Regions from separate parts of the Mus musculus genome. Here regions 1, 3 and 4 are each linked to region 2. The links are chromatin contacts, called in public HiChIP or PLAC-seq, capture Hi-C and promoter capture Hi-C maps. All regions are on one chromosome and are shown on one strand. Each heading gives the region's core, a stretch centred on a gene start, on an enhancer-like site or on the middle of the called end of the contact. The rest is flanking DNA. Distances are from core to core; before and after follow the strand shown.

Region 1 (2,700 bases), core at 102-2,601, 570 kb before region 2:
TAATTTATATGAGGACACTAACACTGTCTTTAGACACACCAGAAGAGGGCATCAGATCTCATTACAGATGGTTGTGAGCCACCATGTGGTTGCTGGGAATTGAACTCAGGATCTCTGGAAGAGCAGTTAGTGCGCTTAACCATTGAGCCATCTCTCCAGCCCTATAGCCAGATCTTATGGAGGCATTTTCTCAACTCAAATGTTCCTTCCTTTCTAGCTTGTGAAACGTTGACATAAAACTAGCCAGCACACTTCTGCTGGGCGGTGATAGTGCACACCTTTAATCCCAACACTTGGGAGGCAGAGGCAGGCAGATTTCTGAGTTTGAGGCCAGCCTGGTCTGTCGAGTGAGTTCCAGGATAGACAGGGCTATACAGAGAAACCCTGTCTCAAAAAACCAAAATCAAAACCAAAACAAAACTAGCCAGCACACTTTTTACTGAACACAAACTTTTTTGGGGTTTCCTATCAACATCACTATTACATACAATTTGTTAAGTGTTACATGTAATCTAGAGATGATTTAAAGTATATTGGAAGGCATGCATAAATAGCACATGTCTTTAATTCCAGTGCTTAGAAAGGAGAGGCGAGTAGATCTTTGTGAGTTCAAGGCCAGCCTGGTGCAGTAAGTACGCCTAATCCTTGGGCCATCTCTGCAGCCCCTGAAATCAGGATTTCTAAGGTAAATTTAAGCTCCTTTTTTTTTTTTAAAAAAAAATAAAAATAGTACTGGCAACTAAACTTTTTCCTAAGTAGATTAATAGGTACAATAGAATGGTATCTGGGCTAGAGACCACAGTGTTCAACTATCCGGAGCCAGTTGTCCTGGGTCCTTCCACACACACTTGGTGTGTCAACAAGAACTGATACTTTTTGGAGTCAGATGTCTTCCGGCGTTCCCTGAGGTTCCAGGTCAGAATCTGATCTGCTCCTCCTGCTTCTATCTGACTGCTGGAGTCATTGCGGGGTAGAGGAGGTCCTCAAATAACTGGCCTCTTTTAAGTCTCCAGAGGCGTGGTACTAGCTTGAGGTGGCCTAAAGGATTTGCCCCACCCACCGAGTCACTCCAGTGAGGCTTTCCCACTGTACTGGAAAGGTCACTTCAAAGTCACCATCTTTTCAGAAGCTTAGGACTGAGCAGGGTGCTCGGCTTGCACAAGCAGACCGCGAAACTACAAGTTCCAGCATGCTCCGCTTCGACGACGCTGCTCGCTTTCCCCCGTCCCAGGAGAGACCTCTGCATTTCGTTGGCCTGCAAGCCTAACGTGCTGCTCCATGATTGGTTGGATCCCCTTGTCGCTCATGAGAACCCTCGGCCGTGGCCGGCTGTCAGGCGACCAGGAACCTCCAAAGTTATGGAGCCGCGCTCTACTGGGATAGGAGGCTGGCCAGCCAATAAGGCTGCCATCCCGCTGGCGGCGAGGCTTTCCTTCTTAACTCTCCTGTGATCCTAGTTTGGAGGGCTTCCGGCCGGAGACCATTAGAAAAGACACCCGGAAGGCGGAAGTCTTAGGGCGGAAGTGGCCGAGAGAACAAGGAGAATGGCGGCCGAGGCCTGGCTTTGGCGCTGGGGCTGGGGCTGGGGTCAGCGGTGCCCAGGGAGGCCTGGGCTTCCTGGCCCCGGCCCGAGCCCCACGACATTTCTACATTTGCTTCTGTTGCTGGGGCCGGTGGCTGCGGATATCACCGACGGCAACAGCGAACACCTCAAGCGGGAGCACTCGCTCATCAAGCCCTACCAAGGTGAGGGAGGCCTGTAGCTGAGGGTGAGGACGCGGGCCGAAGTGGGATGGAGGAGGGCATGGCCCGTTCTGTCGAGCAGAGCAGCGCAGCGCAGTAGATTTCTGGCGCGGCCCTCTGAGCACCTGTCCACGTCCGTCTCTGCCCACAGGGGTCGGTTCCAGTTCCATGCCGCTCTGGGACTTCCAAGGCAGCACGATGCTGACGAGCCAGTACGTGCGCCTGACCCCGGACGAGCGCAGCAAAGAGGGCTCGATCTGGAACCACCAGGTGAGGCTCTCCCAAGAGGCTGAACATGACCGTTCACTGACACAGTAGTCCCTGCCTCGTCAGCAACCAAGCTTAGTAGATACACGTGCTCCTTTTTTTTCTTGTCCTGCCGATTTTTCTGTCCTGGTCGCACAGATCGTTCAGAGCGACTTGTATAGTTACTGTATGTCAGAAAGTGTGCGTGACTCTTAAAACACTTTCACCTCTTTCTTCAGAAATCACACAAGGTAAGTAATGATGTCTGCTTTTTTGATGGCTTACGAAGCAAGAAGCCAAGGTGCAGAGTTGAACATCCCTGAAGTCATAGAACAAGAAATGAGTGGAGTTGTCAGACTAAATCGAACCCACTTAATCGAGGGAAGGGCGAAACTTTATCCTTACGGCCTATTTTACTGTGTGTAGGGTACTGACCTTGCCAAACCTTACCAGATTTAGTTCTCAAACAAGGTGTTTGGAATGAATAGATTTCGTGACTTTATGCTGAGGTAGTATATAGCCACCGAATAGAATAAACAGTATTTCAACTGATCTTTCTGATCTCCACTCTTATCAATTCCCTTGATACACCCGATGCCTCCTGGTTAGCAATGGGAGAACCCCCCTTCAAGATATTTAACAGTCCTAGTTACCTTTCTCTGTGCTAGGTTGAGAGTCTTGTTAGCTATATCTACACTGAACTTACTGGCT
Region 2 (2,700 bases), core at 142-2,641:
TATTCATTCAGTCCCCTATCTGTAAACTACAGATAATAATAAGGCAGTCGGGAGAATGTGCCTCATCAGAATTCATGTGTTACTAAGCTGGGTGTGATGGCTCACACCTGTAATCCCAGCACCCAAGAAACTCAGACAGGAAAACTGCAGCAAATTGCAAGCCAGAATGGGCTAGAGTGAGACCCTGTCTCAACAACAAAAAACTCTCGTTTAATCTAACAACCCAGAAGGATAAACTCCAATACTGGCTCCTCCAAGGCTGGAAAGCTAAAGCCCAGAGAGCAAAGAGGCTCGCCCAAAAGCCTCTGGACAAGGCCTGCTACACTCAGGCCCTTTGACTTCCAGGCCAGCGCTCCCTGTAGCTGCCCACACCCTACAGAACAGAAGACTGCTGACATCCAAGGACACCCACCACAGGGCAAACCCGACGGCTCGTGGGTGGAGAACAGAGCCGCTGAATCCTGCTGAATGCAAGTGGGAAAGGCCTGGCATAAAGGACAGCAAGCACAGCCCGGCTTTGGCGATAGGATGGGGGAGGGAGAAGAGAAAGATGACTTGGCAGGACCAGGACACAGATGCCACACAGAAGGAAGCCTCTGTTTGTTTGGTCAGCTATGGAATGCTGAATTCTGTTCCCAAGGGACAGTTCCCTGTTCTCAACTGGAGCTCCTCTCCCTGCAGAGGCAGAGGCCTTGGCTTTCCTCTCTCCTAACCTCCTGGCTCACAAGCTTCTGAGCGTCTGTAGGGTAGACTCGGGGCTAGGACCCAGCCTCGCGAACCTCACCGCACCATGCTGGGAGCTGGAGTGGCCGGGAGGCGGGGCGGGGCTGGTCCGCAACTACCGCGCCCCTGCAGTCTTCCGGCAAACGCCGCCCCCTTTTTCGCCCAAACTTGGGGCTGCAAAGAGAGACTCCCAGCACCTCCTGCTGGGACTGGGTCCCGCCCCCCAGCTATCCCAGTAGCTCCCCAGAATAGTTGGGGACGGGGCATCGGGGTGGAGGGGGTGGGGGACAGTCCCTGGTCGCAAGCTCCTGAGACGGGATCTCCCTCACCAGCAACTGAGACTCCCTAACCCCTATCCTCAGCGCAGAGCGAGAAGCGGACTCGCGCTCACCCAGAAGACAATGTTGAAGCCAAACAGGAAGTATTTCCCGCAGCAGCCGACCTCAGGGTCCTGGAATTGCTGGTGCTTGCCGGGCATGGTGAGCGGCCACCTGCCGTCCCGGGAACCCGAGCCGGTGACCGGCCCAGCCCTCTGCGGGCCGCCCAGGCCTGGAGCAGCCCCGGGCCTAGCCCGGTGGCTGCGGCTTCATGGTCAAAGCCACACAGCTCACCGGCTGCCCCGCCCGCTGTGGCACCGCCCACGGCGCTCGGACAGCCACACCCGGAGTGCGGTGCCCTCATCCGACCCCGCCCTCCAACAGCGCTCCGGCCCCGCCCACAGTGTCAGTCCACACCCCGCCCCAGCAAGGCTCGGTCTTCTTGGAGCCCCGCCCACGACCCCGTCCCAGTCAAGTTCAGTCCTCACGGGCCCCGCCCATAACCACGACTCCGCCCCCAGCCGGGCTTAATCCTCTCAGGCTCCGCCCATGCCTAGCCGCTGTCCTCCCGCAGTCCCGCCTACGCCCCGCCCAAGGCTCTGCCCTAGCTAACTTCTGTTCTCGAGCTCCGCCTCTAAACCGGGTCCCGCCTCTGATGAGCCCCAAACCCCGCCTCCAACCGGCCTCAGTCCTCCTGGAGCTCCGCCCTACTCAGCCTCAGTTCTGAGCCACAGTCGGCCTTCTTGGAGCCACGCCCAAGACATCCGTCTTTTTTTTTTTTTTATGGTCCACAGGTCTCACTTCTCCCCAAGACCCTGCCTCTGGGCCAGGCTTTGGCTACACCCCAGTCACACTCAACCCCTTGCAACCCCCACCTCTGAAGAGTCCCCGTCTCCTCTCTAAGTCCGTCCTCCAGTTAGCTTCTCTCAAGTTCCCCAAGTCCTCCAGAGGCCCCAGATGAGCCAACTGGCAAAGCTGGTGAGCCAAGTGTGAATAATTACAGTGGATCTCCAGTCTAAGATTCAAGAACCAGAGGAGTCCACTCCCCAGGGATAAGTGGTTGGGAATAGTGGGACCAATGAACAGTGCCATGCATTCACACACAGTGTAGTTGAATACAAACAGGCTGGCGTGCCATGCCACGCCTGTTCTGTTTTGCCTATTCCTATGGTCGCCCTGTCCCATACCTACTTGACTGCCTTGATACCTGGGATTCACCAGAGTCCTTCTGATGCAAAACAGGACAGAGCAGATGCAGGTTTAGGTACGTCTGATCTTAAATATTTAGATTCCAAGTTTGTTCCAGAAGTGTTTATTTAGATACAGAAAGGGCCTTAAGCATCATCAGCATCAAGTGAATCCCTCCTAACAAGACCACGGTGAAGCCTAACTACCACTGTAATCTCTTCACTCATGAAGGTTTATCCATCCATCATTTCAGCAGGAGGAGACACACAGAATCCATAGGACTGTCTTCAGATGGGAAGGCTGTGCAGGGCATTCCCAGTTCCCAGTCCTACCTGTCTTTACACAAATTCCTCTCTAACCTAGTCCATACTTGAAGGGGGGGGGGAGGAGAGAGGGAGGGAGGGAGAGAGGGAGGGAGGGAGAGAGGGAGGGAGGGAGAGAGGGAGGGAGGGAGGGAGGGAGGCAGGGAGAC
Region 3 (2,700 bases), core at 171-2,670, 540 kb before region 2:
CTCCTAGGATGATTCTGAGATGATGTGGCCTCCTCCCTCTGCTGGAACTTTCCTTGGAGAACCTTTTGTCTCCGTCCTGTTCTGAGGTCAGTCTCCTGGGTAGCAGATGTATGATGTCTGTGCCTGCACGGTGCTTGCGTGAAACCCCGACATTTGGGAACTGGAAGGAGTATCAGGAGGTCGCCATCTTGGGTTACATAGCAAGTTTGAAGCTAGATTGTTGCACATGAGATCCTGTGTCAATTCGCTCCTCCTTCTCTTCCAAGGGGAACGCACAAGAGCCTGACTGCTGACCGGAGCTGGGCAGACCTTCCGGTGTCTCTCTCCATAGCCACCAGGCCTTTCAGTCTACAAACTGTTACACAGTAGCCGCAACTCTTGGATTTAAAAAAAAAAAAAAAAAAAAAAAGGCGATTTCCCTTGGGAAGACAGCCTCTTCCGAAGGGGCCTGATTGGCACGTGACTGTGTTTTCCTAAGGCCATCTGTTCATAGTGCCCCCTCTCTGGTCCACTTGACTCTCAGAATGCCCCATCATTCCTGACTCATAGGTATGGCTACCCCTAGTGGCTATCCAGGAGCCTCCACCGGATGGCTAGCAGAGCCTTGTTCTAGATGCCACCCCGCCCCCCAGGGGCTGTCTGGTTGCAATGGCCCTAATGAGAGACGTATGTTTGCTTGCTGGCATTAGTTGTAACCACCGCAACGCTGTCTCACAGTACGCGAGTTGTCGTCACACCTAGCAGTGGCCGCTGAGGAGCTCCAGAACTCAGGGTGAGACAGTGTGTTTCATGCCCTGGCTTGGGAAGCTATCAACAGCCGACGTTTTCACGACGCCATTAACCTCCCTGCGAAGGACGGGAGAGCTAGGAGGGATTCCCATTCGAAGACCAATGAAGGGCAGATACGGGGCGGCCCGTACCGTGTCCTGCGTCCGCGCCCCCAACACAGGCGCGTGCGCATCGCCGTCTCTCGTAGCTCGCCCCCGCCCTCCTCGTCCGGGTTTTCAAATTTGAAACCGGCAGCTTTTCCCGCCCGAGTCGGGGCCCCCGCGGCGGGAGAAGGCGGGGCCGCGCATCAACCAACCCAGTCTCCGAGGCTCGCGGCCCGCCCGGAGGATGTGGCCGCGTCCCGCGCGCACGTGTAGCCCAGGCCGGCGCCTGCTAGGACCGGCGCGATTGCCTGTCGCAGGAGTGGGGCAGCTTGCAGCGCCCGGTGTCCGGGCTGCCTGACCCGGCGGAGGGTTCTTCCCTAAAGCGCAGAGCAGCAGCCCAGTTCAGCCTGGGCGGGAAGAGGCGGGCTGGGCTGGGCAGGGCGGGGCGGACGGGGTTCCCATGGGCGGGGCGGGGAGGGGCCAGGGCGGGGCGACCGGGGGCGGGGCGGGCCCTGTGCTTGTGGCACCGTGTCAGTTACATTGAAACAAAAGTGGTAAGGCGGCTGACAGGGCTAGCATCCCTAGCCCGCTGGTCGTCGGCTGTCGCCGACATGGAACCCGTGGCTAGCAACATCCAGGTCCTGCTGCAGGCAGCGGAGTTCCTGGAGAGGCGCGAGAGAGGTGAGGACAGACCCCGCGCGCGGGCTGAATTTGGCTCCCAACCTGGAGGGAGCAAGGCTGGAGGGCTGCTGGCGCGCTGCCGCCCGCACATCTATTGGAGTTCGCAGGCAGCCGGGCAGGGAGTGACTGGGGAAAGGGTCCTGGCGCCAAAAGCCTTTCCTTGACTTCGCCGTGCCAGGGGCTCCAGCTGACGGGCTGTGTTGCTGTGTTCTCTCTCTGGCAGAGGCAGAGCACGGTTATGCGTCCCTGTGTCCACACCACAGCCCCGGGACCGTCTGCAGGAGGAGGAAGCCACCCCTGCAAGCTCCTGGCGCGCTGAACAGTGGGCGGTGAGCAGGGATGGGGCAGTGTAGGGAGGGATGCTGGTCCTTAGCTGTCCCATCTAACTCTCTTCTCACTTCCTTGTTTGTTCTTCTGGCCCAGGTACCCTGCTCCATCCGCCTTTTCTACACACACACACACACACACACACACACACACACACACACACACGGCCCAGGTACCCTGCTCCATCCGCCTTTTCTACACACACACACACACACACACACACACATCACATCACATCACACAGGTCATTCACACTCCTGAATTGTCTCTACTACAGGCTTCTGCTTTTCTGTTCTTTTGCATATTCTGTTTCTTTAAAATAGTTTCCCCTCTACTGATTTCTCTGACAGGCTTATTTTTTGATCAAGTGTCACATCTGTCCAGGGAGCCTGTCTTGCCTGGCTGTCAGGGGCGAGACCCCGCAAGTACCTGGGCAAGTGTCCTGTATTTTTTGGTGTGTGTGTCTGATTCCTTTAGTCACTACCTGGGGTGTGGTGTCCTAAAGGAACCCAGGCCCTCACGAAAGGCTTCCTTGGCGCAGCTATCTGTAGTGAGGTCTGAGCTGCACAACAGCCTGGGGTTGAGGATTTGCACAGTACCCTCACTTGATCCCCTTGGCATTCACAGGTCTGTGCACAACGAGCTGGAGAAGCGCAGGTGAGTCCCAACCTGGCTCTCAACAGTTCCCGGTCTCAAGGACCATCTTTCTCAGACCTTTCCTCCCTTGCCATCCCTCTGGCTAGGGAGGTGGGGCTGGTACTGCCCTCCAGACTCCTTCCCTTGCAGGAGAGCCCAGCTGAAGCGGTGCTTAGAGCAACTG
Region 4 (2,700 bases), core at 22-2,521, 660 kb before region 2:
AAGTAGGCAGAGGACATCAGGGACTGCGGCACACTGGGGACTTGTCTGAGCTACCTATAGACTCTACTGGGTATCTGCCTGACCCTAGGTCAATTACAATCTCTGATCTGAGCTTCAGTTTCACACCTGTAAACTGATATAGAACAGCGAAGCTGAAGGTTCCTTCATCATGGAAACCCAGCAGAAAGTGGAAAGCTGTCACTGTGTCCCTCCCTGGAGTTCCAAAAAGAAAAATCTTGTTGGTGTTTGCCCACCAGCACCCTGGACAGAGTAGGGCACTACAGGTATCTAATGATTATGTCACTCTATGTCGTTTGTCTGGCTCTAGTCATCTAGGACCCATAGAGCCAAATAACATCTGGAGTGAAACCAAGGAAGAGCAACTCCGCACCATATCCATGTGCGCGCACACACTAAGTCGACCAGACTGGCTTTTAGCCCTACAGTCCTTATAGCCCGTTATGCTCGTCTCTCATTTATTTCCCCGGTGCATCTGCCCTAGTAGGTCAAAGGCTTGCTAAATGCCAAAAACGTTACCCATGCACCCGTTTTTAGTGCCCAGAAGCTCCAGGTGAGTGGTGGTTCTGCATGTAATGTGTGTGTCCAGAAGTTTCCCCCTGTCGGTTGGGTTGTCTATACAAAGGCTCGGCTCATTCATTCTCTAATCTTTACCGATTACCAACTTTGTGCCGTTCAGGGCATCTGGGCCTGGGGCACGTGGGGCACCTTCCTGCCTCTCACGTAGAAGAGGCCTCACACGCATTCCTCTGGGGCTCATGTTCCACCTTTTCCCTTCCTTCCCTTTCTTCTTCATCACCCCCAAACCCGACTTGAGGCCCATGGCGCGACCCCCGCCCCTCCTGGGCCCCGGGTTCCGGGGGCAGAAGCGGAGGGCCGGAAGGGCTCATGTCTGCGCTTAAGAGTCCGGGTGCAGACTCCAGGGCACGAGGATAACTGGGGCCCGGACGCCTCATGGAGCTCGGAGGTCGCGCGCCCGCGATCCCCGCGCCCAGGCCTGGCCGCCCGCCTGCCTGGCCTCACCTTCCCGGGCCTTGAGTAGCACCGTGTTCGCTACGATGTTCTCGAGCTCCATGGGCTGCAGCGCCGCCCGGCCCGCCAGGCCGCGCCGCCGGCCGGGACCGCCCACGAGAGCCGGAGCCGATGGCGATCGGCGCGGCTCGGCTCGGCTCGGCTCGGCTCGGCTCGACTGACCGCGCCGCGGCCTCCGGGCCCCACCGGCCTCCGGGCCGCCGCCGCCCGCCGCGTACTCTGCGCCCCTCCCGGTCCACCGGCGCCCGCCCCGCCCCGCCCTCTGTTTACTTGGCTCAGTCAATGGGCGAGCGGACGCTCCCCGCGCCGGACTACTATTGGTCAGCCTCTTTCTCTTGCCCCGCCCACGGAGCCGGGAACTCGCTCCCTGCGGAGAGGGGGAGGGCCCCGTTGCGTCGCCGATTTCTGGTTGGACTGCGGACGGGATTCGGCCCCTAGGTTCGAATTTCTAGGCCTTCGTAGGATGCCGAGCTGCCAATTAGGGCCGAGCCTCTGCCGAGAAATCGGAGGTGGGGCCTCTCGGGAACCACGCCCAGAAGACCCAACATCTGATTGGATTAAAGACGTGTCGACCATCCAGCTTTGCGATCTGATTGGGTGAAAGGATGGGGGCGTGGCTGTGTGTCTGGTGCGCCGACGGGATTTCTAGGGTTTTGTTGGGGACACGCTGTGTCTCCTGCCGGCTATCAGGTAGCTTGGTTAGAATGGGTGTCCTGCCGTCGTCCCTTAGGTCAGCTGCTTCAGAAGGGCGCGCTTCCAAAGCTAGCAGAGGACCGAAGGAAGCTATTGCCTTCCCAGCAGCGCTTGCCTCCAATTCAGCCGCACCCCGCACCCCCGTACCCCGCCCCCGCAGCCGGATGTTGTGATTTCTCCCCTCCCACCCGTCCGGCGCCTTCGGCCTCTGCTGCCTTATAAGGCAGCGCAACCACCCCAAGTCGTTGAGGATGAGTTCACACCCATTGTACAGGTGGGGACCTGAGGCGCTGGATGTTGAGTGGCTGGCTGCACGCGGAGACCGGGAGTGGGGGGACAGGTCCGAATTTTGCATCTCATCAACACAGTGTAGTTCAATCCCCCACTTCCTCATCACCACCCCTTTTCGCACAGCAGGAAACGGAGGCTTGCCCAAACTCGGGAATTAAGGAACAACCGGATTCAACTACATGTTTTTGATCCATATTCATTCATTTTTGAAAAAAAATATATATATACTGCCACTGCTTTTTTTTCCCAGGCACCCAGCCAGGTGCCGGATATAGTGGTAACAGCAAGAAAACCAAACTCTCAGTGCTTACGTGCTAGGCGGGAAGAAAGGTGGTAGCTGTCCTGTAAGTGAGCACATTAATGGGTGGTTTTAGAATGAATGCTACTAAAACAAAGAACTAGAGAGGACGCTTTGTGGTGCCTCGCATGCCCCCCCCCCCCCCGCCCCATGTCATTAAAGGACCAGAGTGGTCACAGGCTATGACTTTTGAGCAAATCAAGAAGCGGCACCACGCCTAAAGTTAAGTTTGGCGAGGACTAAAGCATAAATGTTTCCAGAGTCCTGTGTTCTGAGGTGAGCCAAAAGCAAACCATGGTGACAAAAGGGTGTCAGCTAGACCATGGAAGGTGTTGTGGTTTACAGAGAAGGGTTTGTTTTGTGAAATG

The links. Promoter capture Hi-C pulls out the DNA fragments that hold promoters and counts their contacts. HiChIP or PLAC-seq counts read pairs in DNA pulled down with a chosen protein or histone mark. Capture Hi-C pulls out chosen DNA fragments and counts their contacts.
Region 1: a contact with region 2 is called in a promoter capture Hi-C map of hippocampal neurons, with 4 times the contacts expected there. The contact joins the promoter of Lman2 here to the promoter of Tspan17 in region 2. A contact is called at or near these places in 5 of 39 promoter capture datasets (the 3T3-L1 cell line, the C10 cell line, hippocampal neurons and 2 more), 1 of 484 Hi-C or Micro-C datasets (embryonic stem cells), 2 of 115 datasets of contacts at active chromatin or transcription factors (large pre-B cells and microglia) and 1 of 9 other capture datasets (embryonic stem cells).
Region 3: a contact with region 2 is called in a capture Hi-C map of macrophages, with 2.9 times the contacts expected there. The contact joins the promoter of Mxd3 here to the promoter of Tspan17 in region 2. A contact is called at or near these places in 8 of 39 promoter capture datasets (the 3T3-L1 cell line, the C10 cell line, the HPC-7 cell line and 5 more), 6 of 484 Hi-C or Micro-C datasets (the HL-1 cell line, the N1E-115 cell line, brown adipocytes and 3 more), 11 of 115 datasets of contacts at active chromatin or transcription factors (T-cell acute lymphoblastic leukemia, embryonic basal ganglia, embryonic forebrain and 7 more) and 1 of 9 other capture datasets (macrophages).
Region 4: an HNF4G HiChIP or PLAC-seq map of pancreatic cancer cells shows a contact between it and region 2. The contact joins the promoter of Grk6 here to the promoter of Tspan17 in region 2. A contact is called at or near these places in 2 of 39 promoter capture datasets (hippocampal neurons and stem cell-derived epiblast-like cells), 3 of 115 datasets of contacts at active chromatin or transcription factors (forebrain, pancreatic cancer cells and stem cell-derived neural progenitor cells) and 1 of 9 other capture datasets (pancreatic islet).

Annotation. Positions count from the first base shown.
Region 1 is chr13:55,361,434-55,364,133 of GRCm38.p6, reverse strand. It overlaps Lman2 (lectin, mannose-binding 2), which reads left to right and starts at 1,351. Exons shown (of 8, transcript NM_025828.3): 1 at 1,351-1,746; 2 at 1,895-2,013. The coding sequence starts at 1,545.
Region 2 is chr13:54,788,096-54,790,795 of GRCm38.p6, reverse strand. It overlaps Tspan17 (tetraspanin 17), which reads right to left and starts at 1,391. Exons shown (of 8, transcript NM_028841.3): 1 at 1,115-1,391. The coding sequence starts at 1,201. Eif4e1b (eukaryotic translation initiation factor 4E family member 1B) reads right to left here. Exons shown (of 7, transcript NM_001033269.3): 7 at 2,337-2,700.
Region 3 is chr13:55,328,451-55,331,150 of GRCm38.p6, reverse strand. It overlaps Mxd3 (Max dimerization protein 3), which reads left to right and starts at 1,420. Exons shown (of 6, transcript NM_016662.5): 1 at 1,420-1,553; 2 at 1,777-1,882; 3 at 2,508-2,537; 4 at 2,667-2,700. The coding sequence starts at 1,484.
Region 4 is chr13:55,443,902-55,446,601 of GRCm38.p6, reverse strand. It overlaps Grk6 (G protein-coupled receptor kinase 6), which reads right to left and starts at 1,271. Exons shown (of 16, transcript NM_001112711.2): 1 at 1,042-1,271. The coding sequence starts at 1,093.